Linked DNA regions of Pan troglodytes: region 1 is linked to region 2. The links are chromatin contacts, called in public HiChIP or PLAC-seq maps. All regions are on one chromosome and are shown on one strand. Each heading gives the region's core, a stretch centred on a gene start, on an enhancer-like site or on the middle of the called end of the contact. The rest is flanking DNA. Distances are from core to core; before and after follow the strand shown.

The links. HiChIP or PLAC-seq counts read pairs in DNA pulled down with a chosen protein or histone mark.
Region 1: a contact with region 2 is called in an H3K4me3 HiChIP or PLAC-seq map of stem cell-derived excitatory neurons, with 2.4 times the contacts expected there. The contact joins the promoter of MAP1B here to the promoter of PTCD2 in region 2. A contact is called at or near these places in 1 of 7 Hi-C or Micro-C datasets (stem cell-derived neural progenitor cells) and 1 of 1 datasets of contacts at active chromatin or transcription factors (stem cell-derived excitatory neurons).

The regions. Positions count from the first base shown.
Region 1 is chr4:43,941,738-43,945,209 of NHGRI_mPanTro3-v2.0_pri, reverse strand. MAP1B (microtubule associated protein 1B) reads left to right here and starts at 2,176. Exons shown (of 7, transcript NM_001194920.2): 1 at 2,176-2,628. The coding sequence starts at 2,445.
Region 2 is chr4:43,727,936-43,731,589 of NHGRI_mPanTro3-v2.0_pri, reverse strand. It overlaps PTCD2 (pentatricopeptide repeat domain 2), which reads left to right and starts at 1,457. Exons shown (of 10, transcript NM_001246655.1): 1 at 1,457-1,590; 2 at 3,236-3,328. The coding sequence starts at 1,464. It overlaps MRPS27 (mitochondrial ribosomal protein S27), which reads right to left and starts at 1,491. Exons shown (of 11, transcript XM_517715.8): 1 at 1,230-1,491. The coding sequence starts at 1,491.

The sequences.
Region 1 (3,472 bases), core at 927-3,426, 210 kb before region 2:
TTATAAAGATGTTCTTCTCATTAAATAAGGAGATGGAAGATCAAAAAGAGTAAGTCACTTGCCAAAGTTACCGAGCTGTAAAGTAGCATTCTGCATCCCTAGTCTTTGTTCTCCCATTATGCCTCTATTTTTCAAGGTGTGGGTGATGACTTAGGTGGTCACGGTCATGGTGTTTAATTGCACAGACACACACAGTAAGAAAGCGCTCTGTTATAATTTTCATCCAATCTTCTGTTGCAACATGGAGAACAACTCAGTTAGGTGTTAGTATCTCTTTAATACCTCTCTAACACTTGGCCAATCTCTGTTTTCAACCAAGAAAGGAGAGCCTTGGACTCAGAGTCTTGAGCAAATCATAACAGTATGTAGCAGGAATTTGATCACATCTTATCTTCATTGTGTATATTTTTAGGGATACTTTCTATTAATAAGTGATATTAGTGTTTCCATTTATACAGCAACATAGAATTGCATTTAAAAATAAATTTAAGTAAAAGAAATAAACTGCATAAAAGAAAACTATTACACACATAAAAGTAACAATGGTTCAAAGAAAGGAAAACCAAACACAAACTAGATGAGGCTGGAATCCAATGGATGACCTTTAGAAAACAGTGCTCTTCACCATATTTCCTGCCCCTCACCCCAGTTATGGGCTTTGGTGCTGGCCTTACTTCTCGAACAGCAATTGAATATCTTAACCAAAATATTATCTGGAAACACTTCATCTAGTTACTGGTGAATGCAGCTAGTTGGAAACACTTCATCTAATTACTGGTGAATGCAACTCTCTAGTGATCCTGTCACAGATCCCAAATACTGAGGGCCAGACGGTATTTTCATTCTGCATTGATCAGATTGACATGTTGGATGGAACCCCCCAGCCCTTGGCTGCCCAGCATGTCTCCCATGCCAGGGTGTCAGCAAAGATATAAGAGCAAAGAGTACATGACCAATAAGTCATGGCAGCTAACACCTAAGACACTGGGTTACTTTGGAAATCTTAAGAATATCTAGGTGATTATCTATCTATCTATCTATCATCTATATTTTACTAACAGGCATTCTAGTATTAAAGCTATGTTGACTAATTTCCATCTATTCCTCTTCCTTAAAGCTCGAATTCCCCAGTCTTCTATGATACCATGTTTGCACATTTTGCTCTTTCCTCACCCTCCTCCCCTTTTCTGGGACAGAAGCTATATCCAGTATGTTTGTGAGAAACGGTTGTAAATAGGCTGCCTTAAAAAAAACAAAAAAACAAAAACAAAAAACACATTTTTTAGTTCTTCTAAACACAAACAAAGGCAATAAAAATTCCCAATGCTAAATGTATTTTAAAAGACATCATTGTCACGAGGTAATTTTGCTTGTGTGTTCCCCAAGGAACTGAAAAGTACATTATAGTCACTGTAACCCTGCTGGGTAGAGACAGTATCTTCTCTTTAATCTTTGTTATTACTGATACTATCTGTTCAGCACATTAAGGAAAGAAATTGGTATCTAATATAATACATCTGCATTTCTCTCATTTCCCATGAGCACCACAAAGCCAGTACTTTTTCATCCTTGGCCCTGCCAGAGTAGAATCCAAGGCCTGAACAATAGTAGGCTTAAGTTTTGCATTTTTGATGTATTCTTTAAGTGAAGGTGGTAAATATTGATATTGGTAAATATCAGTAAATTCGTCTTCTTAAAGCCACAAGGTCAAAGAAAAGACAGGTTCCGTCTTCCTAGGCGGGGTACCCACAGCCCCGCATCTGCCCACTGTGGCTATCCCAGTTCCTGAGAACCTGGCTACATCATACACAGCACACAAGGCAGAGGCCTGACTAGTGCAACTCCAACAAGAGAAAAGACCCCCACTCCGAAAATGGAAACTCATCCCATTCCCATGCACAGACAGGGTGAGGGTGAGGAGTGGGCAGTGGGTGTGTACGTGGTGGGTGGTGTAGGTTGAGAGCGTCTTCCCCCTTCACGGCTGCAGCAGGAGCTCAGCGGGCGCCCCAGCCCCTTGGCTCGCGGCCCTGCCCCGACCATTGTCCGCACACCTCGTCCCTCCAGCTTCCGGGCCGCGGGCGAGATGATTTGCTGCAGATGACATCAGCCCCGGGCCAACGGCTGGAAGAGCGGAGGCAGCCACCGCGTGAGGATGTGCCGGGTGGTCCTTTCCTCCTCCTCTTCCTCCTCCTCCCGGCTCCCTGCCTAGTCTCCATATAAAAGCGGCGCCGCCTCCCCGCCCTCTCTCACTCCCCGCTCCTCTCCGCCGCGCACTCTCCGCGGCGCTGGGAGAGGGCGGAGGGGGAGGCGGCGCGCGGCGCCAGAGGAGGGGGGACGCAGGGGGCGGAGCGGAGACAGCACCTTCGGAGATAATCCTTTCTCCTGCCGCAGAGGAGAGGAGCGGCCGGAGCGAGACACTTCGCCGAGGCACAGCAGCCGGCAGGATGGCGACCGTGGTGGTGGAAGCCACCGAGCCGGAGCCATCCGGCAGCATCGCCAACCCGGCGGCGTCCACCTCGCCTAGCCTGTCGCACCGCTTCCTTGACAGCAAGTTCTACTTGCTGGTGGTCGTCGGCGAGATCGTGACCGAGGAGCACCTGCGGCGTGCCATCGGCAACATCGAGCTCGGTAAGTGGCCCCGCGCCCCCAGAGACGCGCGCTGGCAGACGCGCAAACACGACCCCACCCAGGGCGCGACGGTCACTGCGCTCCTCCCGCGCGCCCCGCACCCATGCCTCTCCTCGTCACCTCTCATACTTGTCCAGACCCTTTCTGGGCTAATTAAGAATAATCCGAATTATTAGATATGAGACCCAGAGGGAGAGTCTCCAATAACCTTGAGGGATCTGTCACCACGCTGAGTCCGCAGCCTGTGCTGAGTTGGCCACCGCCTCTCCCGCTAAGTGAAATGCAGGTGTCAGGGGAGCAGAGGCCACAATAAAGCCGCAACCGCAGGAGGCAGAAGGGTGGGGGAGACCTGATGCAACCACTCCTTTCAGTCCTCTTCTGGCCTCAGGAAAAGGCTGGGACCCCCACCATCGCAGACCTGGGGCCGAAGCCCATGTGCCAGGGCCCGCGTGGGATTCATCCTCACCACGGCTACCTCAGCCCCTGAGAAACGCCTTTTCTGATTTCAAACCTCCCGATCCATTCTTTCCTCAGAATGACTAGGCTAGTCCTAGGGCCACGCCCGCTCCCCCCGCCCCCCCCTCCCCGGGGAGATGCTGGGATGCAGAACCGCCTGCGCTTCGCCACCAGACAGAGCCCGCCTCGCTACCGCCCTTGGGGCCTTGGCTGCAGCTCTCAGAAAGGACAATGGGACCCCAAGTTGCGGGGTGGGGCTGCTGCTTTTAGAAGTCCCAGCCTCGGGAGTGGTAGCTTGAAGGGGGTCGGTGAGGGAGACGTCAGCGGGTAGGGTCAGCTCCTCGCCCGGTGCTCGCACCAGTGGCGCGCTCTGCGGAGGCCGAATAGC
Region 2 (3,654 bases), core at 208-2,707:
AACGTTTTCACCAGGTCAGCCACTTAATCTTCAGAAAACTGGTGGCCAACTCTGAGGTTTCACATTGACGTTTAATGGCTGTTCCTAAAGAAGTGCGTGCTTTTTAAAAAAATAGAGGATGGGAGGTAGGTTGGAAAGGGAAGATAAGCGGCATTGGAAAAATCGAGTGTGATTATTGCATTTTTATCAAATATGTCTGTCTGGATTATGTGGTTAGAATCACTGCAAATTTGGCTCCTATAAATACTTTAAAACTTTTTCCCAATGTTTTCATTATCAGACCCACTATGCAGGCTTTGAGTGGGCTGCCATTTAGTTCAGATATCAAAGTACTTTACAAGTAACTATTAGCATTTATTATCTACACGTGGAAAACGATAGCAAAGAAAGGTCAATCAAAAGTTGTGCTCAAGGTCATCAGATAAAATGAGATTAATACTGAAAAATTCTTCCACGAAGACCAGGGGTCCAGCTAAATGTGTGGTAGTGGGAAAAATGTTTATCTGACGTCCCTCTAAAAAAACCTCAGATGGGAGAAAAATGTCCCAGCCCCAGGAATGGACACATTTAGGTTTTTCCTTTTTTCTTTTTTTTTTTTTTTTGAGACAGGGTCTCTCTCTGTTGCCCAGGCTGGAGTGTAGTGGCGCGATCTCTGCTCATTGCAACCTCCGCCTCCCGAGTTCAAGCGATTATCCTGCCTCAGCCCCCCGAGTAGCTAGGATTACAGGCGCGCGCCACCACGCCCAGATAATTTCTTTGTATTTTTCAGTAGAGATGGGGTTTCGCCCTGTTGGCCAGGCTGGTCTCGAACTCCTGGCCTCAACTCCTGGTCTCAACTCCTGGTCTCGAACTCCTGGCGATCCGCCCGCCTCGCGTTCCCAAAGTGCTGGGACCACAGGCGTGGGCCACCGCGCCCGGCGCACATTTGGGTTTTTCGTGGTCAGCAAAAGCACGACCACCCCAACACATAAATCTGGCGAATCATACGCAAATTCCCTCATGCTATATAACCTTCCACTGCTCTTCGTACCTTTGGACAGGAACACACTGTTATTTTAGGGAAGGAAACGGAACAGATACCTTGTCTCCTTCTTCTGCACCACCAAACACCCCAAATGGCGTCCCTAGCAATCAGATTCCAGAAACATTTCCTCTCCTCTTGAAAGCCCACCGCTCCCTTCACCCAAAAAACAGAATAATCAGGGGCCTAATGAAGCTGTCCGGCCAACCTGCAGGAGAGAGCTGAGGAAGAACCACTTGCCGCGCCAGGAGCATCCCGCGCCGCACTATGGAGGCAGCCATCTTGGAGCGTACCAAAAGGAAGAGCCAACGGGTTACGGACAGAGGAAGGGGCGGGGTTACAGCTCGACCTCTCGGGGCGCCCAGAATTGGACGAATCCCTTTTGTCGCTCTCGACGACAGGACCGACGCTCCGCCTCCTCGCCCCGGTTCCAGTAGTTGGTATGGTCCGAGACAGTATGGCTGCTGCATTTCGGCCCTCGAATCGAGTTCTCCTGCAGGCGCTGCAGATTTTGGTGTATCCTGGGGTGGGAGGCTCCGGCTCTGTCAGCTGCCGCTGCCCTCTCGGAGGTATCCGCGGCCTTAGCCTAGGGAAGGAGGGGAGGGATGGGAGAGAAGGGGGTGTTAGATCCCAGCTAGCATCTCTGTGGAGCAGCCACAGCTCCTAAGTCTCTCACTGGCCTGGAGCACACCCTCGCCCTCTAGTTGCCATGTGGGTGCAGTGGTGACCCCTGGGGGTCGTGGATACCCCCAGTGCCTGCAAATCGAAGGACTGCTGGGGTCTTGACCTTGGGGCTGTAGTGCTCCCTCAGATGGGGCGACGTTCGTCTTCAGGAACATCCCTCCCGCCTTGGGTGACTTATTTATTTATTTTTGAGACGAAGTCTTGCTCTGTCGCCCAAGCTGGAGCGCGGTGGCGCGATCTCGGCTCACTGCAGCCTCCGCCTCCCGGGTTCAAGCGATTCTCCTGCCTCAGCTTTCCGAGTAGTTGGGACTACAGGCGTGCGCCACCACGCCCGGGTTTTTTGTATTTTTAGTAGAGACGGGTTTCACTATGTTGGCCAGGCTGGTTTCGAACTCCTGACCTCGTGGTCCATCCGCCTCGGCCTCCCAAAGTGCTGGGATTATAGGAGTGAGCCACCGCGCCCGGCCTTTTTCTGTTCTGCAGAGTTTGGAAGCAGAGGTCTTATGGAGTCTCAGTTCTGCTAACAATCTAAAAGACTTAGCGGCACGTTTCTTCATTTTTCAAAACTATCCTCTAACATCTCTATGAAGAGAGTTAAATCTGAAGATGCTAGTGAGTGATAGTAAAAATGTTTGTCAGGCATTACTTTAATGTAGTTTACATACATTAATTCCTTTTCTCTAGACAACACCCAGCAAGAGAAGTACCATTCTTTTCTCCATTTACAGAGGAGGAACAAGGTTAAGTAATTTGCCCAAGGTCAGAGGGAACTGTTAGAGGTGGGATTTGAACACACCCAACAATAGAAACCTGCTCCTAACCACTTCACTGGACTGCCTTTCTGTAAATAAATAGCAACTTTTATTGTTACCTTGTTACTGCAGCTCACAGAACTCTGTTAGTGCGTGATTCTTCGGCCACGCTTGGTCCGTTTTATCTCATGCACAGCCAAGGATCCTAAAGAAAGGATGATGTTTCCCAAATCTACTAAGCTGTGATCAATGATTTCCATGTATCTCAAATGTATTTTGAGTCCACATCTGAGAGGCCTTAACCCCCTCATTTCACAGAGGACAAAACTGGGAGTTCCAGTGGTCACGCTGCAGCTTTTTCCACTACACTGTGCTTCTCCCTGGATAAACCAAAACTAAATATGCCTGTTTTGCATTTAAATGTTATTAGTTTTTTTAAAAATGCTCTTGATACCTTTAACCGATGGCAAATGCCCATTTGTACTTCAAATCCCAACTTCCTGTCAACCAGTCCCCACACAGGTTTATCACTAGCTACGGTTAATCACTATCTTCTTTCACACACACAAATAAAACCTGTTTTGCTGAGGATTTGCATTCTCTGGTAGTTCAGAAATGGTTTTTCCCAGGATTTATATTTGTACAGTTTGTACAGTTATATTTGTACGTGTCTAATGGATTATAATAGATGTTAGAGGCAATCAAGCTCTATTCATGTTATTTGCTAACTTCTAAAACAGTCAAAATGACTTTACTTTTTTCTTTCTCTGATTTTTAGCTAAAAGATACCTACTTACAGATAATGTGGTGAAATTAAAAGAATTTCAACAAAAGAAAGTGGCTGTTGCATGTAATCTTTCTGGCACTAAAGGTAATAGAATCTATTTTGTTAATTCTGTCATTTATCTGTCATTTAAGTTTCTCTGTCTTTATCCCTATTCAGTGTCTCCTTCAGTGACTTTATTATGCCTTAGAAAAAGTTGAGACCATTTATTGTTAGTTTCATAGTGAACTCTTATATTTATCTTGCATCTCATACTTTGCTGCTACAACGTCTACAGCTCTCCTCTTATTCCTTCTCTTACGATCTCAGAGAAATATTAAAGCTAGTGCTGCGATTGGTCTTGTCTAAATCTGTGCCATTAAAAGTGAGGTTTGAGGACCAGCGGCATCAGCATCTATTGGGTGGTTGATAGA